Regions from separate parts of the Gossypium hirsutum genome. Here all the other regions are linked to region 1. Evidence: chromatin contacts called from public Hi-C data. All regions are on one chromosome and are shown on one strand. The core of a region is the stretch at or near the end of the contact, and the rest is flanking DNA. Distances in the headings are between cores, read along the strand shown.

Region 1 (2,763 bases), core at 190-2,689:
TGTGAAATTGTTAAAGCTTCATGTTTAAATTGTACAATGTTGAATGGTTGAATTAGATGATTTCATGCTTGAATTGATTTAGATTAGCATGGTTTAATAGCATTATACTTGTGAAAGGTTTAATGAAATCATTTTGATGTTGGTTTGAAAGCAAATGAATAGGCACTAAAGTGTTAAGTTGCCAAAACAGGGGTCATGTTGTGACCTCAAGACTTTGACGTCACAACTGAAAATGAGTGACGTTGCAAAGCTCTGAAAGCTTCACAATTTAGTCCTTATTCATACTCAGGTTAGTAAAAGAGTTTTCGTAAACTCATGTGGGACCCGAGAGTAATTATGTAGCATAATAAGAGTGTGAATTATACTAAATTGTGTGTATGAATGATTGTATGATGTTTATGTGATGTTAGTTTCATCAGTATTGATCGTGATATTTCATAACTCAGACCCGATGATCGAGTCGGGTATAAGGTGCTACAAAAGTCCCGATCTTAATTTTTTAGGAATTAATTAATAAACCTTGAAAAAAAAGGTGATGATTCCTAGATAAGAAGATTCACTTGGAAGGCTTAAAAGATTAATCATATATATTCTAAAAAATTCTAGAAAATTCCAAGTGTTGAAAGATTTTGGCATAAAAGAACTAATAACACACCAATAAGGGAGAAATACCACCGGCCCAAAATATGAAGTCCAATGTGACGGTTGGACTCAATGCTTGTGCCTGAATTTCTGTTTTCTTAAGCTTCAATCATGCCACGTGTGAAGTTGGGACGAGTTCATGGGTACAACCGAGTTAACACAGCCTGCAGAAAATTATTAGGCTTAATCCACAAATTATACCAAAATCATATTTTTTTTTCATCTTGGTACTTAGTTTTTTTTTTTTTGTCACAGGTAATACTTAATTTTTTTTTAACACCAAAATATTATATCTGTATCCATTAAAAAAGATTACAGTCAATAATAAATGGTCATATCATATAAATTTAAAAAATATTTTTTATTTTTTAGTTACATTATTTCTCTCTTTTCTTTTTTTCTTCTTTCTTATAATGTCTATCAATATTAGTAATGCTCAAAATTTGCACTTCCAAGATTGAGACGTTAGCAATTAATTTTGATTTTAAATTTCATTGTCTACTTACTTTGCTTGATGAGATAAAAAAAAATTATTACATCAATTTTCAAAATTAAACCAATTAAATTAAGAAATGGGAACCAATCGAAATATTGATCTAGAGATAGAGAATGAATTGATTAACTCGCTAACGAATACACACTGATTGCAAGCTAAAAAATCCAACTGAAGCATTTTCTATATTTTTAAATATTTATATTAAGATGAGAAAAGAAGGTATAATTTATAGCTATGTTTACTAGCACCCATCTTGAGGTGCCATTTGGTGATTAAGCCCACTTCATATTATGGCATTCATATTTATATTAGGCCCGCCTGCAGCACCTAAAAAAAATAGGTTAACTACAATATTATTCATCCCACTATTAATATATTTCTGCTTCGGTCACAAAATTATAAAAAAGTTAATTTCCATCATTAATGTTTTAAATTGTTTTTTTTATCACAATATTTTTTTAACTAGTATAATAATACGCTTTAGTTCTCAATACTCACACTTTTTTTTAAAAAAAATTAATTTAATTCTAAACAATTTAACTTTCTACAAAAACACATATAATTAAATATAAATATAATAAATGATTATTATATATAAAAACACAATTTATCCCGAATTCCATTATAATTCTCTCATTTTGGGTTGTTGAAGGCTAGAAGCTTTTCAAGTTGGTGAATTTTTCCGGCGAGGTCTTATAACTGAAAAGGGTCATTTTCAATTTGTTTACCACAACAACAGCCCTCCATTAAACCCAATTTTCAGAAGCTCATAACCAGTACGATCAAGAACCCCCATTTCCATGTCTCTTTGAAATTCATAATCTAACATCGGGTGTGTGTTTTCTTGGATCCAACACCAAGACTGTAATGGCGTCGTCCAGTGGTTAAGACTTCCGTCTCTTCTTGTGCCGTCATTACCAAAATCACGTCCTGTCGTCCAACAACTTCCTTGACCCTCTCTCTCTCTTATTATCTTCATTTTGTTTCTCAAGTGTTTGATGTATCAAGCTTCTTGATTTTACTACCCAGGTTTCAATTCTTTGTTCTTAAGTTAATTCTAAAGGTTAACCACAACTCTATAATTAATGAAATATTAATATAATACACTGATTGGGGAAGCAAAAGTGTTGAATTTGTAATTTGAGCACAGCAGGTAATCCTCAAAGAGTAGTACATTCGAGAGGTTGCCTGCCTCCCACCATAAGTAGCAATGTGAGGAACTAGTCCCTTTTGAGTCATTTCATTAGAGTTTTAGGACTTGATAATTTTTTTGTAATACCCATTGATGATGATGTTGTAACTAAAGACATTAGGTTTACAACCATCAAATCAAAAACCTTTCTCGCCTCATCCAAACCACTCAATATAAGAACATCAATAAGCCATTGGCTCATAAATATCACATATTACAAAAACTAAGAGCAAACTTCAAGATGCTTAAAACATAGTAGTATAAATTGATAGACAAGTTCAGTGTTGGAAATGTTTGAAAATGAAGCTATCTACATATAGAGAATAGTCTTTTTTATTATTAGGCCTTGATGAAGTCAATTAGTTCTCCATCTTTTTGAACTATGAACAAACATGTTGAGCTTACAAATCAGTAATACCAAAACAAGTCAATT
Region 2 (2,763 bases), core at 93-2,592, 130 kb before region 1:
TTTTTTAATAAAATTTGATTTTAAAAATTAATTGATATTATGAAATTATGCTCTAACCTAAATTAAGCATATAGTTTTTCTTTTTAAAAAATAAAGACTTTATCAATGGGATCAATCTCTTGTTCAAGCTATATACCAAACCAACTAGTCATTTTATATTTTAAATATATTTTACAATTAAAAATAATATATTTTATATATTTTTAAAAATATACAATTTTTTAGAGTTTTAAAAAAAATACTACAAAATTATAAATAATTGCGAGGCCAAGCAAGAATTTACTAATTGTCTATTACTAAAATATCTATTTATTTTTTGGGTAAATTACACTATTAGCCATTCAATTAGAGAGAAATTCTCTTTTTGACCACTTAACTTAAAAGTTACAATTTGATTATTAATATATTGGAATGATGATATTGGTATAATGATAATTTTAATTTTCGATTTTTTTACTTTCTATCAATTTAACATTAATTTTATATAAAAATAAAAAAAACTCAATTTTTTTCAAAAAATAAAAATTATAAAAATTTTAGGTTATTGCTAGGTTATTATAACAACAATCCTTCAGTGCTGCTATCAAATCATGAAAACAACTAAAAAATAGATCAATTTTAACATAATATTAGTGAAGTATAAAACTTAAATATTATTAAAAGCTAACATTCATACAAGAAAACTCAAGATTCTATTACAATAAAACTTAAAGATTATTCAATAAAAATGATCATTTAATAGAATCCAATAGTAAATTAAAAACAAGATAGATTTAAATTAGTAATATCTTTAAGTCGAGTTTCATACTATTGAAGAACTTCTTTCAAAACTCAAATTAATAGAGGTTTGTGAAATTGACTTTGATACATTTTTTAGTTACAAAATACAAAATATACCACAAAAAATCCTTTTTTTTTTCAATTTCAATTCATTTAAATTATTTTTCAAAACCCAAATTGTAAAAATAAATTATATTCCGAATCTTTTTCTTTTTCTCTTATTATGAAAATAAATTTTCTTTCATTTTCTCTCATTTATCTATTTTTTGAATTTTCTGTTTATTTTTAGATATTTTTAGAATTTTCTAAATTAAAAAAAATCATTTTTTTATCATTTTATATAGAAATAGGGTCAATTGATAGAAAGTATAAATATTGAGGACTAAAATTATTATATCAACTAAAAAGTGCCACCACTAGCTACTTAATTATTGGGTGAAAAGAAAAATTTGGAAAACTAAAGTGTACCAAATTTTAGTTAAGTGAATAAAATAAAAATTTAATTATAATTAAGTGACTAATCGATAGTTTACCCTTTTATTTTTTCACACAAAATAAATAAGGAAATGGCACTTGCATTCAGCTATTATGGTCTATAATCGAGAAACTTCACTGGACCTTAAAAACATCTCCTATCCTCTTCTGTTTTCAATATGGATAGATAGATAGATAGATAGCCCAAGACATCGTAAAAGAAAAAAGCTCTCACAGGAAACAGCGCCAATGGCTACTTGTACCACCACACCTTCATCATCGTTGATGATAACATACGCTGCCGCATCCACTGTACACTCCCAAGCCCTCACTCCTTCCGTTCTATCCTTCAAGTCCAACAAGCCTACCTTTTCTATTAACCCACTTGCTCTCAAGACTTCTATAGACGGAAAATCCGGCATCAAATGGGCTAATCTATACCCCCAGAGAGATTCCAAGCACCATGTCATGGCTGCCGTGGCTGCGGAGGCTGAGGTGGCTGAGGCTACGGACGAAAATGATGGAGTGGCAGCTGAGGGTGGCACCGCTACCGCTATTGCTACTGCTCCACCCAAGCCCAAGAAAGGAAAGGCTGCGTTGCCTCTTAAGAGAGACAGAGTATGTGGATGTTAGAATTTCGCATTTTTATCTTTCTTTTCTTTCTTAATGATGTTACAGTTTTTGGTGTATGTTAGATAATTTTCATCGTGGGTTTTGCTTATAGCTTAGATAAAACAGAACTTGTAGTGTTAGTCTAAAAGTTTTGTTTTTTCAGGGTCAGATTTCACTATTATAGATCATTTTCTTTATGGGTTTTGCTAGCTTAGTGAAAACAGTATTCATAGTGTTGTCTGAAAGCTTTGGTTTTTGAGGATCATATTTGAGTTTCTTTGAAATTTGGTTTAAGATTTTTATTTTAGAATTTTGATTTTAAGAAACAATTTTCTATCTGAAATGGTTACTTATGTTTCATTTGTACATTATTTTGTTAATATGTAGGGCTAATTACATATGATTGTGATGTTTACTTGGTTCAGTTATTTAATTCCAACTTCTTGTTCCTGTTCAAACTGCAGACGAGATCAAAGAGATTCTTGGAGATTCAAAAATTAAGGGAAACCAAAAAGGAGTATGATCTAAAGACAGCAATATCTTTGTTAAAGGAAATGTCGAGTACAAAGTTTGTAGAGACAGCTGAAGCCCATTTCCGCCTTAACATCGATCCCAAGTATAATGATCAACAGCTGAGAGCAACTGTAAGTTTTCCAGGCTTTTCACATGATAATATCATAATAGGATCTCCCCCACCGTTGATGTTACGCCTAATATCTTACTTTTCTTTTGTCTTACAGGTGAATTTGCCTAAGGGAACTGGTCAAAAGGTTAAGGTTGCCGTTCTTACTCAAGGTAGTTATGGTGCTTTGACATATGCTGATCTTTTTGTTGTAACTTGCTTGTGTGTCTGGAAACTCTAGCTTAAAATTTAGAGACGAAAGAAACATAATTGAT
Region 3 (2,763 bases), core at 120-2,619, 140 kb after region 1:
ATAACCATACAAGCAATATTACTTAAATAGTTATGAGATATTAGTTGAATAATTTTGTCTTTTAAAGATGTGATTATTCAGAAAAGACATTTATTGAAAGTTATGTCTTTATAAAGAGACATGATAATTCCTATAAATAGGAGTGAAATTTCATTTGGAAGATATACCAAAAAATTCTAAAAGTTCTTTCTATCCTTCCTCCATATTCTACTATTATTAAAATGCTCTATAAAAAATTACTGTAGAATTTTTTTTATAGAAATTGATTTTCTTGTTATACTTTGCTCAGTGCTTAGTGGACTATTTTCATCTGTGCAAAACGCAAATAGTCACCAGGTTTCATTGTATTCTCGAGGTTTATTTGCTTGAAACTCATTTACACATCAAGCATAGGTGGGGGCGAATAGAACCTTAAAGATAATGGCTTGATACATGTGTTGGAGCCTTATCCTATTACTTCATTTTTCTATTTGGGTTGTTGTTCATGTTTCGTTTGTGTGTTTAATATTTTCCTTATCGAAGTTTCGCATTAACACAAATTAGGTTCTTTGTCACCATTTTTGTTAGTTTTTGCTGGAACTATAGTGACGGTTGATCATAGATGAAACCAACATGAACTCGGGGAGATGATTTTAGAGGTCTGTGCAAAGATTTGCATTTTGGTCCAGCTAGTCTTTTGCGTTGGAGTGGAGAAGGAAAACCTTCGACGAGAATTGATGCTAACAGACCCGGAAGTTAAGGTAAGGGAATGAGGAGTCATTGCCACATCAATCGCTTAAATTGATGAACTAAAAAAAAATTAACGGCCACGTTAGCAGTCGTTAGTGTTTTAACGGTTCTAGACTAAAACAAACAAAAATGATAACTCGAATGACGATTTTATAAATTCTTAAAGTCGAGTGACCATTTACGTAATTTACCCTAACTTTATTTAAACATTAATTGCAATTTGTAGATTATAAATAAATATTAATAACTCTTGAATTTAAGATATTATATTTATTTATAATTAATATATTTAAATAAAATTATTAATATTAATTTATAATAAGTGTTTCACCATTTTTTATTTTATTTAATGATAAAACATCATACTATTATTCATGAAATTATCAAATATTCTCCCTTGGTAATTTAACTAAAAAATATTTAAATTTACTAAAAATCAGATTCGGCACAGAATTATTTAATATTGAAAAAACGCTAAGCCAACTTAAAGTAAATAATCCATGGATTCAGAAGCTGACATGGTGGATTATGATTGGTCTACTGAGATCGTAAAGTTTTTCACGAGATACCAAATTAGCCGGTTTACTTTGATCTAACTCGAGGGTATGGTAACCCCCATCATCTCCCTCGGGTTAAATTCAAACCAAACCAAACCAGATTTCACAAATCAAGAAAGCAGAGCTACACCCTAACGTCGCCGAAAAATAAAAATAAAGACCCATTTTTTTTTAATTTTTCTTAAAGTTGTTTTTTTTTTAAATTTTAATTATTATTTTTTTAATTTTAATAATTTTGGGAGCGAGATCGCTAAATCTCTCAAAAACTCAAAAAAAAATTCAAAATCCCAAAATCCCTCACTATGGCCTTTCACGTAGCTTGCCCAATTACATGGTACAATATTTTTTTTTCATACACTAAAAGGAAAAAAAAAAAAAAGGGGGCCTTCTATCTTTTCTCACTTTGCTCTCGAGAGCTTGTTGTATTAATGTTTATGGTTTCTCTTTGTTTTGTAGTCGGCGAATTTGCTTCTGTTCGCTAGGGTTTCCTCGGAATCTCCAGTCTACAAACTCCAAGGATGGTTTCTTGCAGGAAGTGGTTCAAGTCCAGGGCTTCTTGAAAGACCCCTGGGGCGTTAGGGTTTCTCGAGAGGGGACCGTGCAGGTCCCCGTACCTAAAGTCGCCCCGGTTCCTGCCGGGGATGGAGGCGGTGGCGGCGGCGCTGATTCCTTGGAGGAGTCGGCTCAGGCGAAGCGATTCTCGCTTCAGAGGAAGGCTGCTGCCGCAATGGTGGCGGCTGAGGATTATGCTAGGAGGGTTGAGTCGGGTGATATTTCGGTAATTTTCTTGCTTTTGTGTCTTAATTTTCATTTTGGGTTTCGGTGGAATGTAGTGAATTGTGAATTTTGTTGTCATTTAGGGGTTATGATGTTTAACTTCAGCTACATGAGTGTTTATGTTGGTAAATTTTGGTCATATATCGATTGCAAATTTTTATGCTCTATTTAAGTTTTATTTTGAAGTCTGTTTGGGTTGGATTCTGTTTTGGGTGGTTCGTTTTGTACTTAATTCAAATTTAAACAGTCCATATGTTTGTCTTGTATTGATGTCTGTATGTTATAATCTGAGTGATCCATGGTTTTGACTTCTGTAAACCTTGCATCGTGTAGTGAGCTCAGGAATACTGTTCTTGATTTTGAGGTAAATTAGAAAGAAGGATTCAATATTGAGTTGGTTTTGATTGGAAATAAAACTTTGTAAAATGATAACGGGAAAGGAAAAAGTAAGGGTCCTATGCTGGAATTGGTTACTATTCTATGTAGTATTCCCCCTTTTTTTTTTTTTTTGTATTTGGGCTTTCCAAGAAGTGATGAGGTCCTATTTACTTTACAGGTTGCATTAAAAAGTTCTGCTCTGGACGAGCAAGGTCAATCTAACACGAATGTAATGTGCCGCATGTGCTTTTTGGGTGAAAATGAAGGAAGTGAGAGGGCAAGAAGGATGCTCTCTTGTCGAAGTTGTGGCAAGAAGTACCAC

What was found. Hi-C and Micro-C count contacts between places; a contact is called where the count stands out from the background.
Region 2: a contact with region 1 is called in a Hi-C map of leaf, with 2.2 times the contacts expected there. The contact joins the promoter of LOC107933969 here to the enhancer-like site in region 1. A contact is called at or near these places in 6 of 34 Hi-C or Micro-C datasets (leaf, petal and seedling).
Region 3: a Hi-C map of leaf shows a contact between it and region 1, with 2.7 times the contacts expected there. The contact joins the promoter of LOC107938345 here to the enhancer-like site in region 1. A contact is called at or near these places in 4 of 34 Hi-C or Micro-C datasets (callus and leaf).

Annotation. Positions count from the first base shown.
Region 1 is chrA08:107,852,997-107,855,759 of Gossypium_hirsutum_v2.1, forward strand. No RefSeq gene overlaps it. Among protein-coding and RNA genes, the nearest start is that of LOC107929054, 21 kb to the right of the region's middle. Within about 2 kb of position 1,440, at least 6 of the 9 cell types and tissues checked have an H3K27ac peak or open chromatin away from gene starts, as enhancers often do. A contact at or near this core is called in leaf, where this site is marked.
Region 2 is chrA08:107,720,663-107,723,425 of Gossypium_hirsutum_v2.1, forward strand. It overlaps LOC107933969 (50S ribosomal protein L1, chloroplastic), which reads left to right and starts at 1,343. Exons shown (of 7, transcript XM_016866290.2): 1 at 1,343-1,872; 2 at 2,331-2,510; 3 at 2,607-2,661. The coding sequence starts at 1,504.
Region 3 is chrA08:107,990,439-107,993,201 of Gossypium_hirsutum_v2.1, forward strand. It overlaps LOC107938345, which reads left to right and starts at 1,370. Exons shown (of 13, transcript XM_016871466.2): 1 at 1,370-1,620; 2 at 1,743-2,064; 3 at 2,620-2,763. The coding sequence starts at 1,589.